Linked DNA regions of Anser cygnoides: region 2 is linked to region 1. A link is a contact called in public Hi-C data. All regions are on one chromosome and are shown on one strand. The core of a region is the stretch at or near the end of the contact, and the rest is flanking DNA. Distances in the headings are between cores, read along the strand shown. Region 1 holds the start of PEX14 (peroxisomal biogenesis factor 14). Region 2 holds the start of UBE4B (ubiquitination factor E4B).

Region 1 (7,519 bases), core at 3,549-6,048:
TGAGCAATCCTCAGAATGCCTTCTTCCTATTTGTTAATGTCCACGAGGTAGATAAATTTCTTCCTTTAAACTGAAAATGGTGGCAAGATAAGGTAACCAAACTGCCTGAGGCTCCAGAAGCTAAATCCAGCATCATCAGATGGAATTTTCTGGCTCCCAACCAGCTATTCAAAGCTGAACTCTTACATGCTGTGTTTAGTAATTCCACTGTTCTAGTATTCTGCAAAAAGTCTAAATCCCTTTGGTTACACATGATTTGAGTCATCACAGGAGTTTAAGCCTCAGGACAATGTCCAGATTTTAGTTGTCTACAGCCAGACCACGGTATGACCAGCAAACTATGGCTGCCAGGACGTATCGTGTTTACATTGATTGCAATTTGAAAAAAAAAACCACCAACAGCACACCCCACTTGCATTCCCTTGGCACTTGAGGCAGAACAACAGTCTTATTTTTTACGTTTTGAACTAAGCCAGTCTCCCCAAGGTAGTGTTTTCTTGCCCTTTGATGTGCTCCTCAGGGAATGCAAAGTCTGCACTTGCTGTAGGCGCTTGGAGAGCTCCTGATCGCAGGCTTGCTGTAGAGCTTCAGCTTTCTGCTTGTCCCAGCTTAGAGCTGCAGCAAGGGCTTGCGTGTCTTCTTTCACGACCAGCTGTAATGAGACAGATTTGTAAGAGTCTTCTCCACTGATGCTCTAACACCACTACCCCCTCTGCCCACACTAAGATCAGGAGTAATTAGACACCTACTTAATAACGCCAGTTTGGTATTGAAGATGCTTCTAGCTTACATATTTCATCTCATAGGTTACTGTATTTTTATTTCTACCGGTACTTAGAATTTGAAACCATATTCAGATGTTGAAGCAAACAGAAAGCAGTTAAAGCAGTTGCTTTTCACTTCTGTAGAAACTAAGATTCATAGTATCAGAACACTTCCTAATGGTTAGTTTACCTAGACTTTCCTTTCAAAGCTATGGGTTTATTTACACTATTTTCCAAAATAAGGAGGTTTTTATTTTGCCTTGGGATGCACACAAATACAGCTAGATGTATCTGCACCCAAAAGACTTGCTGGTAATACAGCTGAAGCACTGCCTGTCTATGCTATCAAGATTTGGCAGAGATCAAAACCACAGTTTTTTCTGTGGCTTTTCAGAGTATGTCCTAGAGTACTTGGAGGAGTATCAGCTGCATATAACAGCGAAGCAGGAGGCAGTGTTACTGAAGAAGAGAAATGGGCTAAATTTCGGCACTTTGAGACTGAGACATATTGACAGTAGAGCGTCTAGAGGCAGGGACAGCTTCCCCCATCACCCCTTTCTCCAGAGAGGAAAGATTTGCCAGAGTATGGTTATATGATCCTCACCCACCTCTAGATCTTGACTGTCCAAGCAGAGCTCTGGGGCAGGTTTCCCTTTCAGAACAGCAAGGAGGTGGTCGCTGAGTGCTGTTTTGGCTGAAGTGCCAGGACTGCTGGTACCTGTGTCAACCACATCCATCTCCTTTCCTGGCACAGTCTCAGACTCTGAAAAGTGGCAGCAAAATCATTACAACCCGTGACAGACACAGGACAGGAAAAGTAACTGACTGCACTGTTGTTTTTGAGATTAGTAAGGTATATGTCTTATCTAGATGCAGCCTCTAACTTAGGAAATCTCTTCTGTTAAGGATTACTGCATGATTTATGCTTTCCCCCCCAATATTCTACTTTCAGGCGTTGTGAGAAATGTGACAAAGCAGCGAAAGGACTCCTAATCTCTCCCATTCAGAGAATTCTTACACTACACCAACTTAATACATCAGCCACATTAATAGCTGCTAAGCAAGTGGCTCACTCCACTCTTTCCCTCCCCCTTATTTGTTCTATTCAACTATTTCAGGCTTCTCTGAAAATCTCATTCTTTAGCATCCTAATGCTGCCTACCTGCTACTTTGCTTAAGATACTGCCTTCGTTTTTCAAGGCCTCTAGGTAGAGTTCCAGGAGCTGCTTTGACTGGCGTTCTTCTTCTCGTCTGTCCAGCACCTGCTGCAGGGTGTTCTGCAATGCTTGGATTTTGGTTTGACTTTGGGCAAGTTCCTCTGCCAGGTCTGAATGCGGTACATCAATAAGCACCTTGAAAAAAATAAGAGTGCTCCTGTTAACTTATTCCATTACACCAACTGCAGTACAAACAGCAAGCTTCCTGAATGACAGAGCCTCCACCTTCATGAAACCTAGCAAGTTTCACAAGGTTTTCGTGTCACAGCAAGTCAGCCTGGTTCTGAGAGGCTGCAGTGGTACTCCACCACCCCACGTTCTTTACCAGCAGCCAAAAGGTCTTCAGGGAGGTGTAGAACTGTGCATTTTTAACAGACATCCTGACAATTTCTGGCAATCAAAGCACTAATTCTTAAGTGTGCATGGGAACACACAAAAGAAATCCAACAGGCTGGCACTTGGGAAGCTGCATGTTGCAGGAAAGCACCAGGAGGCTGTTATCACCATGCCTCACCACACACAGGGTGTTAGGCACTCAAATACTTGAAGCAACGAGCTCTGCAAGCTGTCAGCAGCTCTTCACCCTCCCTGGGAGAAGACAAATTTGGCATGCTGCTCAACCCTCCCTTCTGAGGCTTTACACGGGTGTCTATTTTCTATGAAAAGAGCCCACCTCAGTTGCCATTTGGCCCAAACTTACTTTTTCACTCTCCCACGGCCAGAATTAGACATGCTGTGAAGGACAATCAGTGATGAAGAGCACCCTCCTCAAACACATGCACTGCCAGTGAGACAAGTATTCCCCAAGGAGAAATTTCACTCTAGCACCACAGCCAAAAAAACAACAGCTGAATTAAACTTTGAGATCTCATGTGCTTATTCTGTTCTGTGCCATCTACTGCAATAAACGGATGCAGGGCAATGCCATGAACAACAGTTAGTCTTCCCCTGTCTACCTGGAGGTCTTCTTCAGACATCAGGATGATATTAGACAGGTCATCCTTCAGCTGCCTGGCCAGCTGCTTCCACTTCTCTGCAGCACTGTCCACTTCATCCACATCTGAGAGCCAGGTTGTTCCGCCATCTGACACGGGTCATCCGCGAAAAGACGAAAACACAAGTAACCAATACAGACGAAAGAGTCATGACTTTGTGGTGGAAGCTGTGTGACACTGTTTAGGGTATTTTGATTGGCGTCAAAATGGCAGAGTGAGGTCTGTTACTCCCACTTCTCAGAATCACAGCATGTTAGGGATGGGAAGGGACCTTGAAAGATCATAGAATCATAGAATCATAGAATATCCTGAGTTGGAAGGGACCCTTAAGGATCATCAAGTCCAACTCTTGATACCGCACAGGTCTACCCAAAAGTTCAGACCATGTGACTAAGTGCACAGTCCAATCTCTTCTTAAATTCAGACAGGCTCGGTGCAGTGACCACTTCCCTGGGGAGCCTGTTCCAGTGTGCAACCACCCTCTCTGTGAAGAACCCCCTCCTGATGTCGAGCCTAAATTTCCCCTGCCTCAGCTTAACCCCGTTCCCGCGGGTCCTGTCACTGCTGTTAATGGAGAAAAGGTCTCCTGCCTCTCGACACCCCCTTACGAGGAAGTTGTAGACTGTGATGAGGTCTCCCCTCAGCCTCCTCTTCTCCAGGCTGAACAGGCCCAGTGACCTCAGCCGTTCCTCGTACGTCTTCCCCTCCAGGCCTTTCACCATCTTCGTAGCCCTCCTCTGGACACTCTCCAACAGTTTCATGTCCTTTTTATACTGTGGTGCCCAGAACTGCACACAGTACTCGAGGTGAGGCCGCACCAGCGCAGAGTAGAGCGGGACAATCACCTCCCTTGACCTACTAGCGATGCCGTGCTTGATGCACCCCAGGACACGGTTGGCCCTCCTGGCCGCCAGGGCACACTGCTGGCTCATATTCAACTTGCTGTCAACCACGACCCCCAGATCCCTCTCTTCTAGGCTGCTCTCTAGCGTCTCATCGCCCAGTCTGTATGTGCAGCCAGGGTTTCCCCGTCCCAGGTGCAGGACCCGGCACTTGCTCTTATTGAACTTCATGCGGTTGGTGATCGCCCAGCTCTCCAACCTATCCAGATCCCTCTGCAAGGCCTTTCCACCCTCATTCGAGTCCACAACTCCTCCAAGTTTGGTGTCATCAGCAAACTTGCTCAAAATACCTTCTATTCCTACATCCAGATCGTTTATAAAAATATTGAAAAGTACCGGCCCTAAAATGGAGCCTTGAGGGACACCACTGGTGACCGCCCGCCAGCCTGACGCAGCCCCATTTACCATAACCCTTTGGGCCCTGCCCGTTAGCCAATTGCTCACCCATCGTATGATGTTTTTATTTAGCTGTATGGTGGACATTTTGTCCAGTAGGATCCTATGGGAAACCGTGTCAAAAGCCTTGCTGAAGTCCAAAAAAATCACTAGTCCAATCCCCCTGCCGGAGCAGGAACACCTAGATCAGGTCACACAGGAATGCATCCAGGCGGGTTTTGAAAGTCTCTAGAGAAGGAGACTCCACACCCCCCCGGGCAGCCTGTTCCAGTGCTCTGTCACCCTCACCATAAAAAAGTTTTGTCTCATATTTAAGCAGAACCTCCTACGTTCCAGTTTAAACCAATTGCTGGTCCCGTTCCTGAACTAGTATTAGGAGCACTTGCAGCTCGGGGAGCGCACCCCACACCCCCGCCCCGTGCCCCCGGTACCTGGGCTCCTCCCGCCCCACTTCTCGTCCTTAGCCAGCGCCACGAACTTGGTGTTGGGGGGCAGGCACCTGAAGTAATCCTCATCGTCCACGATGGTGCCGTCCTCCGCCAGCACGATGGTGATGGGCTCCGCGGCTTTATCGATGGCCAGGACGCCGCTGGCTGAGGGAGAGAAGAAAGAAAACCCCAAAAAGAAAACATTTTGCGTGACAACCACGGGGACGCGCAGCCCCGTTACCTCACCGCCGGGCCGGGCAGCGCCCCGGGGGCGTCCCCGCCGCCTGAGGAGCGGCCCCGCCGCTGCCCCCTCACCTTTCTGGCGCAGCTCCCGCAGGCAGGAGGCGGCCAGGCCGTGCTGCCTTCGCCCGCCGCCCCGCCGCACCAGGCAGCTCTTCGGCCGCGCCGCCATGGCCGGGCTCCCCTCCCTCACGGTCCCTGGGCACGCCGGGACGTGTAGTTCCGCCTGGCGGCGGGGCGGGCTGTGCCGCCGGCTGGGCGGGGATGGATTAGCCGGGCCTGGCAAGATGGCCTCCTCGGAGCAAGCGGAGCAGCCCAGCCAGGTACGCGGGGCCGGCGCTCTCTGCCCGCCGCGCTCCGCCGCCCGGGGGCGGGCCGGGGCCGGGGCCTGGGCGCTGCCGCCGGGGAACGATCGTGGGCAGGGCCCCGGGCCTCGCCGCCCCCCCCCCCCCCCTTCACGCGACCCCGGCGCCCTCCTCCCCCCCCCCAACGGTCGCTGCTGAGGAGGCGCCGACCCCCCCCCCCGGGTGTGTGGGGAACGGCGTCTGGATAGGGAAAAGGGGGGAAAAAAAACCCACCAAAATCCCCCCAAAACACGGGCAGGGAAAGCAGGCAGCTCGGGGGGCAGCTGGGTTGGAGGTGGGCAGCGCTAGTTGGGTGAAATGGTTGTGGTTCTGCCTTGAAACGGCGAGAGGGGAAGGTCTCAGAGTCACAGAGTCGTAAAAAGGCCGGAAGACACCTCCAGGTTCAGAAGATCTTTGAGTCTCCGAGATCCCTGCATAAAAGGGCAGCGCGGTGACAGATGCAGCGCAAACCTTGTCACAAACCGAGTGTGGAGGGTGAAGGAGATGTGGGTTCGCTGGCACGGGTGCGTGCTCAAGAAACACACTGAGAATATCATGATTCTGTAAATTAGGACCTGAAGTGAATGGGGAATCAGAGGGAAATGAGAGCATGGGTTTCCAACCAGCTGTGCTGGCTTGCTGATGGCCCAGTGTAACTTCGGGCCCGCTGCAAACTCAGCTGACCCCAGTTTAGTGACCCGGCGCCTTCCCCATCCCACCAGTATCCCTGACAGACTCCTGAACGTGTGGCACCCGTGGAAATCTGTAAAATCACCCCCGAGGTGGCTGCAGCAGGGCCTTGTTCTGCAGCAGGCGGGAGATGAAAGGTCTGGCTGTTCAGCAGGAGGGAGGAAAACAGAGCGAAGTCTGCTACGCTTTCTTGTGCAATCGCTCAAATCTATCCTGATTTGACTTAAACGCTACGCACCTCTCTGCTGATACTTTTATTTGGGACTGGTTGAGTTTGTAGGAACCGATGTTGAACTAAACTGCGATAGCAATACGTTACATAAAGCATGTGCTCTGACTAATCAGTACAAATCTCCTAGGTTGTGAAAGGCCCTCTTGCCAAACTGGCGGCAGGCTTGCTGGGCAGTTTTGCTTTGGCTGTGTTCTTTCATCAACAGCAGCTTGAGGTGCAGGCACTGCAATCCATTCCTCGTGCTCGGAGCGAATGCCTTCAGCAGGAGGAAACCTGAAACAACCCAAGACAGATCTGTGAGCCACTGGGCAGTCCATGAGGCAGCTGGCTGCAGGTTTAGATAAAGAAACCTGGTTAATGGGCAAATGTGACTGCTGAGAAACTTTAGGGTTCTCATGAGTTTGGATTCAGTATCCTCCCATTGCACCCTTTCCGTTTTTGTTTTATAGTTCTTTAGTGTTGCTTTACCTCCAGGCTTGTTTGCATTTTGGATACAGGCTGGTGGAAAGGAACTTTTCACCACAGAGACATTTGTGTCTGGCAGCTCTGAGGAGGGAGACAATCTGAAGCCACCATAGGGGAAAATGGTCAATTAACTGCATCCTTGCTGGAATGTGTCACATTGTATGCAAAACCACTGGATTCTCCAGCAAGAGCCAATTATTTGTGCCCCGTTTGGCTCCTGGCCTGTCAGGACTTAGCGGCAGAGCTGGATTAAGGCGCACATTTGCCTTGCTTCAGGTGTGGGAGGAAACAGCTATGTTTGGCTGAAGGGTGGCCATGCCTGTCGGCGCCCCTTCCCACATGCCAGGAGCAGCCCTGATTCTCTGTTGAATTCTTCCTTCCCCACGTTGTGTGCTCATGTGAGACACAGCTCACCAAGGCTGCTCCAGATCTGTGGTGAGAACTGTTCAGTACTCTCAAATTCTGTCGACTTGGGTAGGATTTGAGAGAATCTTGCAAGTTTGGCTAGAAAAAAGGGGTGTAATCTGCAAGTAAAGGGTATATTGCCCAGGAGATGAATTACTAAGGGCACAGTTTTGGAATAAAACAGAATAATGACAGTGTCTTTTATGAGTCTATCAGAATGTAAATGCCGCTACTCTTAAGCGGCCACTGCAATTTTGACAGTGGTATGCAAAAAGTTGTCCTTATTGCACTCTAAATGTTTAAAGAACTTAAAGGAAATATTTACTTTCCACCACTGAAGATACTTGTTTATTTATTATCAAGCATTCAACATAAGGCTATGAGTAGTAGCAGCGATTTGCTCAACATGTTTATGTTTGGCTCGTGTCATTTTCTGTTACA
Region 2 (7,519 bases), core at 2,160-4,659, 170 kb before region 1:
CTAGTGGAAAAAGACAGAGGAGTTTAACTTAAATCTAGCTTAAGCACAATAAATTAATTAGAACTTTTTTTTTTTTTTAGAAACTGAAGTTGCCCCTGACACTTAGGTATCTTACAGATATTTCTTCTTCCTCACTGTCAGTTCAGAATTACTACAGCTACTAAATGAGGCATACAAAACCTGTTGAAGCTTGAAGGGCTTAAAAACATCGTGAGATTTTGTGAGATTTGTGGTAATTATGTGGGATACCATCAGACTCTGTAAAGGTACAGTAGCTTCTAAAATATGAAGAAACAACTTGTACTCTGGACAGGGAAATCTGGTGGACAGGGAGTAAAACATTACATATATTCTATGATTCCTGACAGTGTCTTCCTTATGGAACTGGGTGATGATTTTACTTATTTGATTAATAAGAGTAATGCTACCACGTTACTCTAATATAAAAAACACAATGCCTCAAATCTGCTCTGTCATGTCTACCGGCAGTGTACTGCAACAGCACAGGCTTCACTATTCCACTAGATGGCACCACTGCAACACATTGCTTTTTTATTTAAAATTGAGGTTTCCAACAGCAGTATTTTAAGTGTTAAATATTGCAAAAACGCTTAAACTGCACAGCTTGAAGTTGTATGCTCCAATCAGATGTACTTGAGAAGCAACACAGAAAGGCCATGATGATCTTAAGAAGTCTGTTAGTACAGGGAGAAAATCAAGTAGAAATCAGAAAAATGCAATCTTCAAAGACTGTATGACAAGAACTGTAATACTTCAGTAGTAAGGCTGCTATTCAGAAGCCTTTGCTAAAAACAAAAACAAACTATAGAAGACTTATCAGCTGTGATATTACTTTGTTGTTGCTACCTTCCTACTTCAAATTGATAATTTGAAAGCAGGTGATGCCATGCAGAACTCACTTGAGGATGTTTGGAGATCTTGAGGATGAGACAAGCTACTACAGTGAGAGAACTGCTTATAATTTCATTTTTATGCCAACTATTTTGCATGCTTTTATAAAATACAAATTAAGCATCCTGAAATTCAAGGTGAAAAAAAGAAAGGGAACAGTCCTATATTCTGTAACTGGCCAAAAAATAAAATAAATAAATAAAATTTAAAAAAAGATATTAAGATAGTTTTTGCCAAGAAGACATGCACTTGAACTCTAGAACTGAAGGACAGGAACAAAATTCCCCAGGTAAGCACTTGAAGGGTTTTATTCAAAGGTGTTTCAGACCACTTCAATTATCTCTAAAGCTTTGATGGTGAAACTTTTTCAGCAACCAACCTTTGAGTTTTTTAGTCAGTCTAACTGCTGACTATGTGTATTACATGAGTTTAAAATATGTCAGCTGCATGTAAAAGTACTTTATAGGTGGATGAATTGAAGGATATGTGTTGCCTTCTGGATTTTACAATCAAAATAGACAACAAACATTCAAAAGAAAAGCCAGAATTCACACTCTGTAAAACAGTTTCTTTAAAGATTATATGAAAAGAAAAAAGTTAGTTATACAGGTGGTATATGACCATGACATGGTGTCACCATGACAGCAACAGAAGCACCATCAAGGTTACTAATTTTCACTCAGAAGCGTATATTTAAAAATTGTGTTTTAAGACATACATTTGTGTGTAGTCCCGTAGTCATTTTCTTGGATAATGTTCTGTGTACTTACTATATGGAATAAACTGGACTAATTTAGTGTAAGAACAAACTAGCAAGTGTTTTAGATTACAGCTCCAACTCCAAACAATAAAATATAACAAAATTAAACATTGTCCCAAGAAGATGAAGAAACACGAGATAAAACATAATCTAAAATCAATCGTAAGGATAGGTAGGTGTTCAACAAAAAGACCAGCAGTATATATTATGATCCAATTATTTACAAGAGAACTTGTTCTCCATTCCGGGCAACTTGGTTAAGTCATCAAAAAACATTTTTATTCAAAAAAATAAAAAGCTCCTATCAAATTAAGAAAGGTGTGTGCTGAAATACAATAGCAAGGATATCTGCCTCATATATGGATAAAAAAACCCAGAGCTGTTCAATTGTATTGCTTTATAATTATTCATGGTACTTAAGGAAATATGTCTTAATTTGATTCCTTGTTCACACTGACTGGCTTGCTTCCGTCTCATATCCTGTTGTCCTTCCTTTATGGGATTCTTTCACCAGCTGAGTCAAACTACACGGCATGGCACAGAGCTGTCTACTAAGATCTTATTACTAGTGAGTGTTCATCCTACGGGCAAGTCTGCTGATGTAACTCCCTTTTTTTTTTTTTTTTGGTCCTCTTCCAAAAGAGCAACTTTTCAAATCCCTTTTCTTTTCGCCTACCTGTCCTGTAACTGATGTAACACGGAGCACGAAGCAAACATCCGACTCACCCCAAGTCAGCACAGCCCCTGGCCGCTTTGTTCTCTAACTGGAGTACGATTTTTGACAGGGAAAGAAAAGAAAGCGAAAGAAAATATTAATATTTTCCACACAAATATAATTTTTAAGGATTGTGCGGCACTGGCATAGGCTGCCCAGGGAAGTGGTTGAGTCATCATGGAGGTCTTCAAGACCTGTGTAGATGTAGAGCTTAGCAGTGCGGTTTAATGGTGGACTTCAGCACTAGGTTAAAGGTTGGACTAGATGATCTCAGAAGTCTTTTCCAACCTGCATGATTCTGTGATTCTGTGACTAGATGCAGATGTCTAGATGTTTTTCCACAGGAAGGGGAAAAATATACATCAGGTTCAAACAAAAGTTAGGCGTAAGGCCCAGTATTGAGTGCTCAGCGCTTCGGCTTTCCCTTGGGATATCACACCGAATGTGACGATTAGACAAAAAGCTTAATTACGGGTCACGGAGAAGCGGGCTAAGCCCTTCAAGGCGCGGGGCGGGCTAACCCATGACGGGGTCTTCAAGGAGCGGGGCAGGAAGGGACCCACAACTGGAGGGCAGCGCCACCACAGCCAGCGGCTCCTCACCTCCCTCTGGGGCTTCTCCCTCCTGTGGGCGATCGGCGACGCCCCTGCAGGCGGACATCTCCCCCCTGCCCCTCGCTCCCACCTCAAGCCCACCCCTCCCGGCCGCTACCCCTCAGCACCGCCCTCGCCCCCCCCCCGTTGCCATGGCGCCGCCGGGCCCCTCCCCTCCCTCCCTGCCCGCCACGACTCGCCGCCGCTTGGCCCCGCCCCTCCCGCTCTCCCCGCGCTCCCCGCCGCCTCCTCCCGGCCCTGCCATTGGCCGGCGCCGCGCGGGGCCCGGCATGCCCGCTGCCCTCGGCGGCCTCACGTGATCCCGCCGCAAGATGGCGGCCGCCGCCCTGTTGTTTTGATGAATAATCCCTGCGCGGGGCAGCGGCCGCGGCGCGGGCGGGGGCCGGGGCTGAGGGGCGCGGGCGGGGGGCGGCGGCGGCGGCGGCTCCCCCTGGGCCGGCGGCGGCGGCAGCAGCCGAGCAGCGGGGGAGCGGACCGGGGGCTGCGGCAGCGGCGGCGGCTGCTTTGGGGCGGGCTGCGGGCGGGCGAGGCGAGGAGCGAGGCGAGGCCGCTCCGGCGATGCCCTTGTGAGGCGGCCCGGGGGGCAGAGGCGGCGGCGGCGGCAGAGCGCTCCCCCGGAGCTGCCCCGCGGCGGGGCGGAGGATAAGCGCCCTCGGTGCGGTCACCATTAAGAGGAAGGCGATGGAGGAGCTGAGCGCGGACGAGGTGAGGCTGAGACCGGGGGGGGGGCTGTGGGGAGGGTGGGTTTCGCCCCCCCCCCCCGGGCAGCCCCGCTGGCTCTTCCCGGCTCCCGTCTTGGAGATCCCGGTGGGATCGGTGCCCGGAGGGTGCTGCCGGGAGCCCCGTGCCTTTGCCCCCTGCCTCCTCCCCGTGTCCGGGGCCCCCTCGGCTTGTGGATGGGGTCGGGCTGCTGCTCTGCTGCCCGCTGCCCGTCCCCCGCCTTCCGCTTGCCTTCCTCTGGAGGATGTCTTTGTGCTGAGCGACGGGCGTTGTGTGCGTCTTCTGCCTGTGATTTTAAAAATGATTGCACATACGCTATCTTTTATGTAGTCAACGCTTAAAATATTGCTTTCTTGGGGTCTTTGCTGAACAGCAAGGTGTGTGGGGGTCTTATATTGAATATAGTTTCGCCTTGAAACAGGCTTGCCAATCTTCTGATGCTTCCTTCTGATTTGCTCTTTTTCAATTTAACCTCTCATTCTTTCACTTCAAAGTCATAGGTGTTGTGATCAGCATCAGACATGAAACTATTTCTAGTTTCTTCCCTTAAAAGGGTGCCCCCACCCCTTTTTTTTTTAGTATAGACTAAGGTCTTATGCCTTGCTTACATGTTGGTGGATTCTCAAATGAATTCTGCCGTGGTGTTGATCAGGATGTAGGGAGTTTCCTCCTATGCTGCCCAATTCATATGCATCTTCAACTCTTCTCTCACCTCCATAAAATATGGGTTTACATCAAAGTGCATTGTATGTAATGCATGCTTATCAGACCAGCTACAGCCTAGGCTTCTTGCTATACTCGTACTCCAGAGAAGATCAAAAGAAGTTATTTTTGTGCTGTACCGTGTGTTATGGCTGGATTGTAGATCAAGGTGACCACTGCCATCACTCAGGTTTGTATTCCAACAAGTTGAGATGTTTTGATTATGTTGTGCCTCGTGATTTAGCAATCCTGCTACGTTGCAGCAGGAACTGGGAGGAAATGCTTCATGCTGTTTATTCGATGAGGTCTTTATATGCTAGGGAAGCACTGAGAAAAGGAGCCCAGTTCCGATGGTGGGGAGAGTCGGGTAGGATGCTAGTGTTGTCATTTCTGCCGTCAAAAGGGATCTCTCATTTTATAGCTGTATTTTATGAGTGCTTTGTTTACTCGTGATCCTTCTGATCATTCCTGTAAACTGCATCTTGATTATGAGGTGTTTTATGGTTTCGGACTTGTTTAATCTGTGTAAGCTTGTTTGTGTCACTGCTTCTGCAAGTCTCTGACATCATTCAGAATGCTGCATTATGAACTGAGGTTGCAGAAAATGAGCTCTCTGGTAGGGAGTCATCCACCTATTCTGGCAAAATGTTTGTCCCAAGTGACTTGGAGTTTTCCCATGTCCTTCTAGTGCAATTCATCTAGGACCAGAACTGATTCATCTTTTAGGTGATGGCTTGAGACAAGCTTAATCTTGTAGCATTTTAAGAGAGTTGTGCTGTCACTTTTTATTGTTAATGGGCCCCTCATTGAAAAGACAGAGCCAAGACAATTTTAATACCACATCACCATTTACTGTTATTTGATGCAGTGGATCCTGCATCAGAGTTGAACTGCATAGAAAAAGCCTTCTAAAATAGAAATGTTTCTATCTTATGTGCGACTTGTATCTGAAAAACTTCTTATCTGGCATTAGCTGAAGGGGAAAAAATACTTAAGTTGATTATATCCCTATATTGAAACATAATTAAGTATAACGTTAACAGATTTTAACTTTAAAAGAGGAGAGATGAGATGCAATTGATTAATGGCTTTGGGATTATAGAATGTATTATAACTTCAAGAAGATGCTTCCCACTGCTTTTTCTCTCACTGAAATTTTTTTGGTGTTTACTTTATTAAAGCAGTAAAGTTGTCTTTCACTACAGACCATAGTAAAATCTTTAGACAGGGAGAAAATTCTTTTTCTGTGTATGAAATTTAACATGAGTGATAAATAATGTAATGAGAATAGGGACTGCATAGAAAAAAGCATGGCATAAAGTGGGAAAGAATGATGTGAACTTAGCATCTTTTACTATCTACATATGATTTTTGAGTAGTTTAGCATTGTGCTTTCTGAGTGTAGACCATGACCAGCATCCCCAGAAAAGGAAGCATTCTTTAAACTCTTTTAACAGGCTGTAAAGGGTGCAAGACAATAAAGGTATCCATTCAAATTAGCTCTTAATGTACAAATTCGGAACTCCTCTGTGCTTGTGGAAGGATAAAAATTCTCCTTAAAATCTCACTGAGCAGTTGCTACTGAAACAGTTGTTGACTCAGGAAATTTTATATAAACATATATAAATATAAACGTGAACCAGAGGGACCAGTCTTCTTGCTTGTGTCTTTACTGGTCTGCTGTGTAATTGAATTATTGTTTGACTGTCTTTAGCAGGGTACTATTTTAACATCTTTGTTGTAGTGTGCCCAGCTAAGAGTTGTTTATAAGTCCAGTAAGATCCAAAATGCATTTCTGGAAGATACTATCCTGAGACACAGTCCAGATGTGTCCAGCAACAACAGTACTAATTAAAAAAACAATGTCCCATTTCCATTCAACCAATTAGATTTTTTCATTAACCCTTTAAAGCGTATATTACGGAGTTGTTCTCTGTAGGGAAGGTAGGCTATGGAACAAAGAATGCCCATGTAGTAATTGGTCCCAAATAACTTGTCATTATTAGGTAACCTAACGACGTGTAACAGCCTGTTATAGGTCGCTATTGCAAGTAGTTATTGTTGAACTCAAGGGTTGGGTATTACCGAGGTACCCGAAATGTCCCTAACAAAATATTTAATATAAAAAAAACACACGTGTTACTTCGTGGTGATGTGGATAGTGATGTAACCCGAAAGGAAACCAGGTCACTGACTTTGAACCCGCAATTCTAGCGTATGGTCTTTGTGTTGTGAGGAGGCAGGAGGTCGGGGCCTCGCTTGGGCCTAGTACCGTACAAACACGCTGCGTCTTCCAAGTCCCCACGTTGTGCCCCGAGCAGAAATTCTCTCTTCCTTTCCCCATCTCGATGCTGCTTGGTCTCCAGGCCCAAGTGACTTAATTGGGTAGAAGGTGTGCACCGGTTTTACGTTGTCTTCTCAGACCTCTCTTTCAGCCTGCGGATTTCCCGTTCGAGCATCATATCTTTGTTTCTCAGTCCCCCTTTTTTTCCTCTCTTACTTAAGTCTCTAATCTGCAAATCAAATTTCAGATTTCCTTGAAAATATTATGTAAACCTGGAGGAATATGGTAACTCTGGGTATCTAGGAACCAAATCTGTTTTTTTAACCATCGTTAGATGTAACCTCCTTCATGAAATCTGTCTCTTTCAGTGTAAAAATATTCAGAATGTATTTATATTTTTATGTTAATTTGTTCAGCAGTAGGAAGGGTAAGTATAATTTGTCTGTCATCCTTAAACGGGTAGGGAAAATCTTGTATTGCTTTAATTGCAGTATCTTATCTAAAAGCATCTCAGTGTCTATGCAGGTTCCTCTGTTACCTCAGCCCTTTTTCAGAGTTTCTTCAGGGCAGTTTGCAATCTGCAGTGTAGGTCCGTAAAGAAGATAGGTGCCTGCTTGATAGACTCGGAGCGACAAACAAACAGCAAAAGGTCCGGCTCAGTGTCCTGTTTCAAAAGCATTGATTGCAGCTGCTATTGACGTAACTTTGGTGTTGATCTACTCCAGCTCTGTAGATGAAGAAATGTTGAGTGGCACAGAGGACCTCAATTATTTGCTTGAAGCTGGGAGATGATGAAGAGGATTTGTGCAAAT

What was found. A called contact is a pair of places that touch in the nucleus more often than the background predicts.
Region 2: a Hi-C map of liver shows a contact between it and region 1, with 3 times the contacts expected there. The contact joins the promoter of UBE4B here to the promoter of PEX14 in region 1. A contact is called at or near these places in 3 of 7 Hi-C or Micro-C datasets (granulosa cells and liver).

Annotation. Positions count from the first base shown.
Region 1 is chr23:3,888,355-3,895,873 of Taihu_goose_T2T_genome, reverse strand. It overlaps PEX14 (peroxisomal biogenesis factor 14), which reads left to right and starts at 4,798. Exons shown (of 9, transcript XM_048067743.2): 1 at 4,798-5,265. The coding sequence starts at 4,798. DFFA (DNA fragmentation factor subunit alpha) reads right to left here and starts at 5,108. Exons shown (of 6, transcript XM_048067747.2): 1 at 5,018-5,108; 2 at 4,774-4,867; 3 at 2,938-3,065; 4 at 1,927-2,116; 5 at 1,373-1,527; 6 at 1-652. The coding sequence starts at 4,789. The coding sequence ends at 449.
Region 2 is chr23:4,053,762-4,061,280 of Taihu_goose_T2T_genome, reverse strand. It overlaps UBE4B (ubiquitination factor E4B), which reads left to right and starts at 3,409. Exons shown (of 27, transcript XM_066982084.1): 1 at 3,409-3,706. The coding sequence starts at 3,683. LOC106044297 (a long non-coding RNA gene) reads right to left here and starts at 3,198. Exons shown (of 4, transcript XR_007164740.2): 1 at 2,860-3,198; 2 at 2,349-2,436.